Linked DNA regions of Mus musculus: all the other regions are linked to region 2. Evidence: chromatin contacts called from public HiChIP or PLAC-seq data. All regions are on one chromosome and are shown on one strand. The core of a region is the stretch at or near the end of the contact, and the rest is flanking DNA. Distances in the headings are between cores, read along the strand shown. Region 1 holds the start of Bbs12 (Bardet-Biedl syndrome 12 (human)). Region 2 holds the start of Ccna2 (cyclin A2). Region 3 has its middle 32 kb from the start of Cetn4. Region 4 holds the start of Fgf2 (fibroblast growth factor 2).

Region 1 (2,700 bases), core at 153-2,652, 740 kb before region 2:
CTGTTGCTCGTCAGACTGTTTCCTTAGCTTTCTATCTGCCACGGGAGAGCAAAGTCAGATTATGTAAATGGCATACTGACTTCAGAAATTGTCTTTTCATAAGATCACATCTCATTTGCTTTTCAGGGGTTACGTTTAAAAGCTCTGCGTTTTTTTGATAGGTATAACTAGGATTTTCATCTCCTCAGAACTAAGTCTGGTGTCCTCTCCAGTCTACTCCTAACACTATAATCTAACCACAACACTCCACTGCTTAGCAGCCTCTCAGAAAATAGTCTTTACTCCTGTTTAGCACAGGGAGTTCCTATAAAAGTGAGTCACATCCTTTCACTTCTGTACTGAGAATCTTACAAAGTCTCCCTAACTCACTCACATAAAGGCCTTGTCCCCACACAGCACGAAAACCCACACTTCTTCCTTTCTGACTCATCTGCTGTGCTCAGGCCTTCTCTGTGCTTTTAGACTATGCAAAGCATGCTCCCTGTCTCAGTATTTCTAAGTGTCCCTCTTTCTGGAATGTTCTTCTTCAAGGAACCTACTGCCTAAGCTATCTTTAACCTATCATAAACCATAACCTCTAACACTAGAACATCCAAATTCCTAAATCATGGTGATGTAAGATTTATTTAGGTTTAGCAGCCTTTTGATAGTCATCAGATCAAATGATATTCAGGAATGTCTAAAAGGCAGCTTCCACCCCCCTCTCCTCCCCCCCCCCACCCCGGTGTGTGTGTTTGTGTGTATGAGCGCGGGAATGCCTGCCTATCTGTCTGACTAATATTCGTTTCTGGGTTTCAGAAATCTATTTAAAATTAGTATTAATTATGACTCTGAAAACTGTCCAAGTGTAACTTTTCGGATGCGATACGTGCCTTGAAAAAAAACCAATAGATTATAGGTAAATGATTTAATACTTTACTTCACTCACAAAATATTATGACTTTACATCCTTTGAGTTCCCATTGGGAAAACTTAAGGCAGGAAAACTGGCTTCTACCATAAGGACAAACTTACCCCAGGAACCTAAGGAGATTTAAGGATTACAACCTGAGTGTCTGCGACGTGAGGCAGCGGCTTTGGGAATGCGCCACGTTTTACTCAGCACACTAGGAAAAGATTGCTTTGCACTGTTTTCAGCCCAGGAGAAGGCCCACGCCGTCCTCGGTCCCAGGCTGGCGTCCCGCCCCGCAAGGACGCCCCCACCCACCCACCTCTCGGGCTCCATGCCGCCGCGCGCCCTCGGGCGGCTCTGGGCCGGAAGGCCGCAGGGCTGTTGGCCCGGTGTGTAAAGAGTCTGGGGACACGCGTGACGGAGCACTCGCCCCCACCCTCCCTGGCTTCCTGCCCCTAGGGTCCACGACCCTCCTCACCACGCGCGGATCTGCACAGCGCCGGAACCCAGCCAGTCCCGCCTGCTTGAGCGCGGTCAGAGCTCTCTTGTCTTTCCATTGGGCGCAATGGTCGTCAATCACGGAAGCTGGTGGGCGGGCTTGCGCGCTGAGCGCTGCTATAGCAACCGCCTGTCGGGAGCAAACGCGGGCCGCGGAGGGGAGAGCGGCTGTTGCGCGGGCGCGGGCAGGGGCGCAGGGAGGGGATATGGTGAGTGCTGTGGGACCCTGGTGTTCTTCCCAGCTTACTGCCTTCCGTGTCAGGATCTTTAGTAGCTAAGCCAGGGAGAACAGAGATGGGTCTCCCTTTCCATTTATCCACCAACGCCTGCAGTCTATGAGGGTTGGCCCAGCGATAAAGAGATACGACCCTGGGGCACGGAGACCACTGCAGACAGACTTCAAGACAGGGAAGCGAGCATAGCAGAGGCCATCAACCTCGGGCCACCAACATCCTGCGGGCCATCAACTCAGCCGCTGAAGGAACAGGAACCACTGAGGGTCAGGGAGCCACCAACTCATCTGCTGACTGGAAGTGGGGTACCTAGCTAACCACTGATGATCAGGGGACCAGCAATTCTTTCACGGAGAGGAAGGGGCCCACTGACTCAATCCTGATGGCCAGGGGCTCATCAACTCAGGCCACTCAAAGCTAAAGGGTCACTGACTTCTTGCTGAAAAAAAAAAAAAAAAATGATGACTCAGGTGACTTCCCTAGGCTCTAGAAGACCACTCAGGCCACTCAAAGCTAAAGGGTCACTGACTTATTGCTGAAAAAAATGGTGACTCGGGTGACTGCCCTAGGCTCTAGAAGACCACTCAGGCTCATCAACTCAGGCCACTTAAAGGGTCACTGACTTCTTGCTGAAAAAAAAAATGGTGACTCAGGTGGCTGCCCTAGGCTCTAGAAGACCACTCATCAGAATCTGCAGCTCTAGAACCAAGAATCCGAAGTGACCACAGCCAATAGGCCACTTAGATCCTCAGCCACCTCCAGGGCTTCCCCACTCCACTTGCAGAGAGGAGAATCTACAGTGATTCTGTGACCTACTTTGGTGACATAAAGAAGCAAACAGCAGACAGATCCTTCATCTTCCACATGTTGGGTGTATCCGCATAATTGGTCAAACATTCTCATGCGTATCTGTGGAGCAGACGTTCACCATAACCAGGGTTTTTTACTTTTGTGTTTTTGTGGTGCAGGATGATTGTGTTCTAGTATGCATGCCCCTGTGCTGTTTGCTGCTTTGTGGGTTCTTTTCTCTTCCACTCTTTCCTACTCTTTAAACCCTCTAATGCTAGATAGGAGAGA
Region 2 (2,700 bases), core at 184-2,683:
TGCCTACAGAATTTATTATGCACCCAAGACTTTCTCACAGATGAACAGTACTGATATCTGAGTGTTCACTATTCGGCAAGCACAGGGTCTCTTAAAATATCCTTACATGATGGTGTTGCAGATCTACCGTCTCTCATCTGTGATTCCAAAATCTAGGAAGCAGCTTTGAAAACCAAAGTTTACCTTTGTAAATCATTTACCAGCAAATTGTCTTAATCTGATTGACTTCATGATAAAACCTGATTTAAACTGACACGAAGCTTTTTCTATTTTTTTTTTAAATCCCACTGAGTGCAAGTATTCACCTGTTTATTGTAAAAGCATTGCCATTTTGTTAGCAGATATCAGCACTCAGTCTCATTGGACCAATATAAAAAGTATCAATGGTATATTCTTTTTCTCTTCCTAAAATATACTTTTTTTCAAGGGTCTTGTATAAATAATAGACAACTTGAGTTGTCTCTGTGTTACATCTTGAAAACTCAAAGGTGCAGTAATTTCCCAGACCTCTGCACCCAGTAAGCCCATGGGTGAAGTGCTTCAGTTCAGACGTTCTTCCTGATGCAGCAGCAGTCAGTCGCTGGGATGCAGGGTGCACCGACACAGATTCAGAATCGCGACCAGTGGCTTGTCTAGGTCAGCAGTTGCAACCCATTGTTAGAAGGTTATCAAATATTTATGTCTTGAAAGTTGCTTCAAACCTTCTCCACATACACATCTGTTTTTAAAAACACCAACCTCTTCCAGGCTTGTATGTGTTGAATAATGGAGTCTCAGGTGGTGAGAGAATGCCACATGCATTGTTAAAAGAACTAATCAATAACAAGAAATAATATTTTTCTTCGTAGGTATGATTACTGATCTTTTTATAGATAAATTTAAGTTCAAAGGCACTAATGTAAAAACCAAAGTACCCATGCTCCTGGAGATTCTCGACAGCTACGACCAGAACACACTGATTTCTTTCTTCGATGCAGCATGAAAGATAAACAAGGTAGGCCAACAGGACAGCCGAAGAAGCAAGCAGAGCCTGATCAGACCCGAGGCACCTCAGATGGACGTCCCACATGTAATCAGAAGAGTGACGGCCTCTAAGCATCCCCCTACGAGTACCCATGAAAGTCCTTTTTATTGTGTACTTGAGGGGAAAAGAAGATCTTTTAGTCATTCATTTCAGGGGAATATTGCATTGAAAGTTTTAGAATACTATTAAATAAGAGCAAATAAGCTGTCTTTTGTTTTCAAAGGGTAGTTATGAAAACAATGATTACATTTTATTATATTTTATGTATGATTCTTAACTATTAAATGTGAACATTTAAGGTAATATACTTGTGTCTTTATATATTTATTTAGGTTTTGTATATATTTCTCTGTGTGTGTGTGTTTGGGTTGGTTTTTTTTTTTTTTTTTGTGGTTTTTGTTTTGTTTTGTTTTTCGAGACAGGGTTTCTCAAGACAGGATTTCTTTGTGTAGCTGACCTGGAACTAACTCTGCAGTCCAGGCTGGCCTTGCACTCAAGAGATCCACCTGCCTCTGCCTCCTGAGATGCCCGGAAAAGGCTTGGCCATCGCCTCCTGGCTGCCCGGTTTTCTTATGAACACTTTTTTTCTACTTTTGAGACATCATCTCACTACATAGCTGACTTGGACTAACTTGAATTCAGAGATCTGAAACTCTGGGATTAAAGGTATGTACCACAATGCACTTCATTTCTAAATGTAATATCTATTTGGGTCAGTGGAACTTCATGGTCTGATGTCACAACCAAGGATTAGCAAAATTAATGGACAGCTGAATTTCTTGTAGTACACCACTTGTTATCAACAATAGCTCATGTTGGCATTTTAAATTAACCCATCTTTAATTGGGGGTGGGGGTGGGGTAGTTTACTGGAATGCGGGGCATAGAGACACGCCTTTAATCCCAGATCAGTGAGCTCTGATAACGGATATCAGTGAGTCACAGGACAATTGGGACAGCATTATGAGACCCTGCCTCAAAATCAAACAACAAACAAATGATATACAGGAGAGGTGAAACAATAGTAAACAGTAAAAGTTCCAGCGTTTCCCTATGTTGTATGGCAGCATCACAGAGAAAGAGAAAGGAGTAGTGTACCCAGGACGGGGCAGTTTGTCATTCAGATCCATACGCTCCTGCCTAGGCGCCACCCAGCGACCAGGAGAAGGCGCTTCACCCCTTAGCTGAGGCGAAGGCCGACACCTCGAGGCCCCGAGGGCTTGTCTGGACCGCCCAGCGGCTCCGGCAGGATCCTATGAGGCTACAGATCCACTGAGCAGCAGAGATCGGCCGAAAGCGGCCGCCCGCCCCGCCCTCCTCTGCGCAGGCGCGTCCTCAGGCTCCCGCCCTGTAAGATTCCCGTCGGGCCTTCGCTCGCGGCGACCGGCGCTTCTGGTGACGTCACGGACTCCGGACGCCCTCATTGGTTTATTTCAATAGTCGCGGGCTACTTGAACTACAAGACCAGCAGCCGGCGGGCGGCGCGCAGCTCGCGGCTCCTGGGCTCTACGCTCCTCCCGCCTGCAGCCTCTGCTCCGCGGGTCGGCCGCCAGGGTCCCGCGCTGCTCCGGAGCGGCGGGCGCTGTGCACGCTCTGCCGCCGACAGAACCGGACCGGAGCCGCGATGCCGGGCACCTCGAGGCATTCGGGTCGCGATGCGGGCTCAGCCCTGCTCTC
Region 3 (2,700 bases), core at 160-2,659, 710 kb before region 2:
GATTCTGTAGCTACAAACCACTCTTCCCTCCCTAGAGGAGAGAAGACAAAGGGAAACCCAGTGTACATTCATGACCCATGCTAAACGCAGGAAACTGACTTTCCTCCTCTTACTGGGTGGTAGAAACTCTTCTGTGATCGTCCTCTGTCTTATTGACAAGTGAATTACACCTCAAATATTCATTAGCACACAGTCAGAGCCCTGTCCAGTAAGCCGGGTTGTCTTCTACTTGACAAATGCACCCAAACTTACTGTGATGTTAAGATACCCATTGTATTGATAATAACCTCTCCAGTTCTGTATATTTTCAAAATGCAGCTAGTCAGAAAAAAAAAAAAACTAGTCAAATCGGTAAGGCATGTGCCTCTTTTTAAAAGTGGATGTTAAATTTACAACTTATCGTTTTTTAATTAATTCTCATTTCAATATTACAATTCATTGGAAACTATCATCTAAGCATTCTGTCATTTCAAAATATATTTATCTTTAATTAGAAAAAATTCAATTTAACTAGAATTGGGCCATGCCAAACTTTCCAAAATATTACACTTGAAGTTTTGGTTGATGGTTGTCATCTTCCTAGTGTTAATGTACAAAGTGAAGAATAACCCTGATCACGACTTGCAGTCATTTTTATTCAGAAAAGAAAACCTCCTCCCACAGTTATTGGAGGCCCCAATGGCCCCTAGAAGTTCGTGCAATAATTGCTTTCAAAGGAATGTATGAGTCGCTTTTCTAGGCAGTCACCCACTCCTTTCTCTGATGATTAGAATTTCAAAAGTGAAAACATCACTTTTTCTTATTGTTACCGAAGCTGGATCATGAACGTCAAGATTCAGGGCACTAGGGAAGTGCAGGTCAAGTGTAAGATGCCAGGAACCATCGGCCACTTTCACGCAGAGCCTTCCCATCACTGCTCATGGAGGGTGTGTGAGCTCCCGGGCAGCCACCTGCACAACTTTCCACTGCGTGGAATTCCATCCGTTTAATCAAACCGAAACAAAAGGTAGTGTTGAGGTCCTTGGACCTTAAAAGATTTCCTTCCTGATACATTATCTTGTTAACCCATTACATCATTCAAAAAACCAAATACCCCAGCTCAGCACACAGGAAATGTAAGAAAAAGAGGAACTAGAAAACATAATGTTATACACGTGTATACCACACACAGACACAGACAGAATATAGAAAACTCAATCATTTATTAAACACGTGTAAGGGGACTTAGTATGTTTGAAATTATAAGCCTTGCCGATTAGTTTTTCTAATTTTGCAAAGAAAGTAATAAATTATGACACAATCCTAATTGGTGGTAGAATTATGTGACAGGGGTCTACACTTACATGCACAGAACATGCAGCTGCTTCAGCCCTGTGCCACTGATGCTGCCATCCTATGGGCCCAGGTTCTGCTGGAACTCAGGAGGTTTAGACACATGGACGAATGAGTAACCACTCAGTATCCCTGTGGCTTCAATCTCAGTCTGTTTAAATACAAGACAAATGACAACTTCAGCTAGTTCTGGCAGTTGCATTGGGTGATTCTGTCTTTGATACATGTCCCAACCTTCAGGATTTCTCCCTTGGGAAGCTTTCCTATGCTCTGAGGTATGACGGTGAAGAGATGGGCATCTAGGCACCAGAGTAGCTTGTGTCCTCTGAGATCTGGCTGCCTGGGAGCCTGCCTGTTCTGAGATCTGAGACTGAGTTATCTGATCTGGTCTCTCTCAGTTTGGTGTGACCTCCTCTCAGTGGTGGCTTGGGCCACAACAGTCAGTTGATGCCTGGCTTCAGAGTCCTGTTGGGAAACCAGGACCACCAGCTGCCTTCTGTAGCCTTCTTCCTGGCAGTGGGTATTTCTGAGCTTTGTGTTGTTTGAGCATCAAGGGAAATTAAGAAACAAAAAACAAAACCCAAACAACAACAACAACAACAACAACAAAACCCACAAACAAACAAAACAACTTGTGTTTTATAAAAAGAAAAGGAAGCTAGGGATATGTTTGGTAGAGGCGCAGTATGGTGAGGTGGAAGGGGGTGCATCTTCCCGCCCATGCTAAGACATCCCTTTCCTCTGAGGTACCAGCCATATGATGGATATAGTATGGAATAGAGTCTATTTAGGGCATGGGGAGGGGAGTTGAGGAGGGAGTAGAGAGAGAGAAAGGCAGAGAGAGAAAGAGAGGAGAGACTGGGGGTGGGGGGAGAGGCCAGTCAGGAACCTGTGGAGAGAGAGGGAGAGGGGGAGAGGAATGGGGAAAGAAGGGTGTGTGTGTGTGTGTGTGTGTGTGTGTGAGAGAGAGAGAGAGAGAGAGAGAGAGAGAGAGAGAGAGAGAGAGAGAGAGGGGAGGGGGCAGACAGGCCCCTTTAGAGTGAGCCAGAATACCTAGCTGTTGCCAGGTAACTGTAGTACCTAGAAGGAATACCAACATTCCTCCATTTTGGTTTAATTTAAAAAAGGAAATATTAGAAAGAGGTGATGATGAAGCAGGAATAGGGTTGTCATGATCTTTAGCTACTTCCTGCTGACTTTGGGGTGACATGTCTCTGGGAAGCCTAAGAAAATGAGTATGGGGATGTTGGTCCAGTCTTAGGAGAGTTGGCTATTTCCTTGCTGTCCAGGGTCTGTGGATAGGAAGGAGCAGGTCCAGTAAAAGTATCTGTGTCTGTGAGAATAGATCGGAGCATCTCTGGGTTACTT
Region 4 (2,700 bases), core at 7-2,506, 780 kb before region 2:
TGTAGCTAGTGGCTCTTCAAGTGTGGTCCCCAGACAAGCATTTAGAATAGAAACTCAGAAATGGCGGGTGTTTCCTCCCTGCCTCAGGAGGCTGGGTCCAATCTGTGACAGCAAACGCTGCAGGTGACGTCTAGGAGCCCTTAAAGTTGAGCCTACTGATTTAGGAGAGGATTGTTTCCCGACCTATATCCATGACTGGATATATTTCTATGACAAAATCCAAGCTGTAATTCTTATCTCGCCCTCAAGGTACCTGCAAGGTAGGTTCCCCCACTTCAGTGCTATCAAGGGATCTGCACTTCACACTGAAACAAGGTCTGCCCTGCTTTACTAAGGAAGTCACAGGTTGGTTTGCTAGTCTCTTGTCTGTTTTGGCTCCCTTAGCTTTCCTCTTTGGAGTAACTTGGAGACACTGGGTGGGTGGAGAATGTGATAGCTGTGAGAGGAAGGGCCGCATCCCTGTGGTTTGTCACCAAGTCAGAGTTGAAGGGCGGGGGTTTCAGCTGAAGAACATTTCATCCTGCCTCTGTTTCCGTGGGTGACTGCAGGATGCCAAGGAGCTCCAGAGCCCTGGTTGAGACACGCCTACCTCCAACCCCCAAGAGCCTCGGGTCCCTTGTCTCAAGCATCCTGGCATCCAGGATGCAACAGGTGGCCTCTGAGAGACCAGCCCACCTGGAGTTGCGGCAGGGGCGGAGGTGGGGTTGGGTGGGGAGAGGTGCAGTGCGGGGACCCTATTCCTGAGGAGGACACAGGAATGAAGCTGCTTTCCTGTACCCCTGGGTCCACGGTGCCTAGGGGCCGCGTCTTAGTGTCCCAAGTCCCCGGGGGCGAGGGAGCAGTGTGGTCTAGACCATGCACGCGGGTGGGAAGTGGCAACTCACCGTGTGGGTCGCTCTTCTCGCGGACGCCATCCACGCGGCCGTCGGGATGGATGCGCAGGAAGAAGCCGCCGTTCTTGCAGTAGAGCCGCTTGGGGTCCTTGAAGTGGCCTGGTGGGAAGGCGGCGCCGCCGTCCTCCGGCAGTGCGGGAAGCGAGGTGATGCCGCTGGCAGCCATGGCCCTTCCGCGGCCCCGGGACCCCGCTGTGGCAGCTCTTGGGGCTCCCCGGCCCCGACCCCGGCCTCGGCCCCCCAGCGCGGCTCGCCCGCGGGCTGCCAGCCTCCCAGTCCGTGTCCCGCCGGGCTCCCAGCCCAGTGCAGCCGGACTCTTCCTGAAGCCGAGAGAGCCCCTTGAGTGTACAACGGCCCGGGGCCGCGTCACCCCGCGTCCCCGCCTGCACCCCGGCCCCGTGCGCCCCCGCCCCGCGCGCCGCCTCCTCCCCACGCCCGGCGCCTCCAAGTTGCAAAGAATCTGTCCCGCTAGGCAGAGCTTTCTCCAGGAGACTGCGGTGACGCAGCTCCTAAAGTTTAAATGCAAGTTTCTAACTTTCTCCGCTCCTGCCTTTTAACAGAGGGTCTGAACTGGGGAGGGATCAAGTCAGGCTTTGGAAATCTCCAGTCCCGTAGAGCACAAGCTGTGTAAGGATAGGGTGCGGGAGACAGAGGCCTGCAATGGGGTGCCTGGGTTTCCTTTCTGGGCACCCAGCCCGAGACAGCGTGGGAAGATGAAAACCGCTTGAGTCCTCAACACGTAAGAGCCCAGAACTGGCGCTTGCCCTGCCTCAGTTGTTAGATGTTTCTTGGAAAGAACCGAGTCTCACAAAATTGCAGTTAATTGCAGTTGGCAATTTTCAGTCGACCCCAATAGGCTTGACCCCAATAGATTGTCTGCACCTCTGTCCTGAAACTAGATAGCTTTTCTCCCCTACCTGTGGGGGTGCACCTCTACAGTGAGGGTGTTTGCCAAACTACCATTTGGAAAACCTGCACACATCAATGCTCTGTGCTCCAAGGCTCTGCGGAGAGGCACCGCGACAGAAAGGGTTAAGGCCAGGAGGGTGACCAAGAGAACTGCTCTGAAGAGTCACACACCACAGGAGTACCTCACTGCGGGGGGTCGGGGGGGGGGAGGAGAAATGTAGATTTAGGGAAGCTTCTAGAAGTGTCACTATGAGTTAGCTGTAGGTCATCCTGAAGGGCATCTACTTATCGTCTTCAGTCTTCTCAGAGGTCTTCACTCTGTGTGGTGGGCGTTAGCAAATTCTCCAAAGCTGGAAGACCAAGCCTTTTCTCCGTTGTGTACCAAGCAGAGGAGTGTGTGTTGTGTGCATATTCGTTTTCCTCTTGCCTCCTGCTAGGTTCATAGCCAAAGTCTTTACAGCATGAGACAAATTAACATGAAAAGATACTAACTTATTTAATGTAAACCTGGAATCCTTGAAAGGAAATAAAGACCTAAAAGCCACACAGAGACCTGTGTGTTTTCAGTCAAGTTGGAAGAGGATGTGTTTAATTGTAGAGAATGGTTTTTGAAGAGGGTGCCAGCTAATGGGCAGAAACTGGTGTGAGGAACTTAGTAAGTCTTGGTTGTTCTGATTCTGTGTCTCTGTCTTCAGAGATGGGAACTCCCTGACCTGTAAGTATATGGTGGGCACTTCTCAAATGTGGGCTTTGTATCCTCAGTAAGAGAAGACTAAGGGGTCTGAGAGCAACCGTCCTGCCTCCCCACCTCTCTCCCTCACCCTTCTCTCTCCCTCACCCTTCTCTCTCCCTCACCTTCCTCCTCTCTCTTCCCCTCCCCCACTCTTCCTCCCCCTCT

Evidence for each region. HiChIP or PLAC-seq counts read pairs in DNA pulled down with a chosen protein or histone mark.
Region 1: a contact with region 2 is called in an H3K4me3 HiChIP or PLAC-seq map of pro-B cells, with 3 times the contacts expected there. The contact joins the promoter of Bbs12 here to the promoter of Ccna2 in region 2. A contact is called at or near these places in 7 of 39 promoter capture datasets (the C10 cell line, the HPC-7 cell line, cranial neural crest and 2 more), 1 of 484 Hi-C or Micro-C datasets (CD4 T cells), 9 of 115 datasets of contacts at active chromatin or transcription factors (the 230-238 cell line, embryonic stem cells, extraembryonic endoderm stem cells and 3 more) and 1 of 9 other capture datasets (liver).
Region 3: an H3K4me3 HiChIP or PLAC-seq map of pro-B cells shows a contact between it and region 2, with 5 times the contacts expected there. The contact joins the enhancer-like site here to the promoter of Ccna2 in region 2. A contact is called at or near these places in 7 of 39 promoter capture datasets (the C10 cell line, the HPC-7 cell line, cranial neural crest and 2 more), 2 of 15 datasets of contacts at CTCF or cohesin (embryonic stem cells and pro-B cells) and 5 of 115 datasets of contacts at active chromatin or transcription factors (the 230-238 cell line, embryonic stem cells, large pre-B cells and 1 more).
Region 4: an H3K27ac HiChIP or PLAC-seq map of embryonic stem cells shows a contact between it and region 2, with 3 times the contacts expected there. The contact joins the promoter of Fgf2 here to the promoter of Ccna2 in region 2. A contact is called at or near these places in 1 of 39 promoter capture datasets (embryonic stem cells), 1 of 115 datasets of contacts at active chromatin or transcription factors (embryonic stem cells) and 1 of 9 other capture datasets (adipose tissue).

Annotation. Positions count from the first base shown.
Region 1 is chr3:37,311,256-37,313,955 of GRCm38.p6, reverse strand. It overlaps Bbs12 (Bardet-Biedl syndrome 12 (human)), which reads right to left and starts at 1,402. Exons shown (of 2, transcript NM_001008502.2): 1 at 1,371-1,402. Cetn4 (centrin 4) reads left to right here and starts at 1,510. Exons shown (of 5, transcript NM_145825.2): 1 at 1,510-1,599. The coding sequence starts at 1,597.
Region 2 is chr3:36,571,771-36,574,470 of GRCm38.p6, reverse strand. It overlaps Ccna2 (cyclin A2), which reads left to right and starts at 1,433. Exons shown (of 9, transcript NM_009828.3): 1 at 1,433-1,690; 2 at 2,168-2,700. The coding sequence starts at 2,648. It overlaps Bbs7 (Bardet-Biedl syndrome 7 (human)), which reads left to right. Exons shown (of 19, transcript NM_027810.3): 19 at 849-1,328. The coding sequence ends at 982.
Region 3 is chr3:37,279,415-37,282,114 of GRCm38.p6, reverse strand. No RefSeq gene overlaps it. Among named protein-coding and RNA genes, the nearest start is that of Cetn4, 32 kb to the left of the region's middle. Within about 2 kb of position 1,409, at least 44 of the 459 cell types and tissues checked have an H3K27ac peak or open chromatin away from gene starts, as enhancers often do. A contact at or near this core is called in the HPC-7 cell line and pro-B cells, where this site is marked.
Region 4 is chr3:37,347,209-37,349,908 of GRCm38.p6, reverse strand. It overlaps Fgf2 (fibroblast growth factor 2), which reads right to left and starts at 1,256. Exons shown (of 3, transcript NM_008006.2): 1 at 885-1,256. The coding sequence starts at 1,059. Fgf2os (a long non-coding RNA gene) reads left to right here and starts at 68. Exons shown (of 4, transcript XR_003954461.1): 1 at 68-260.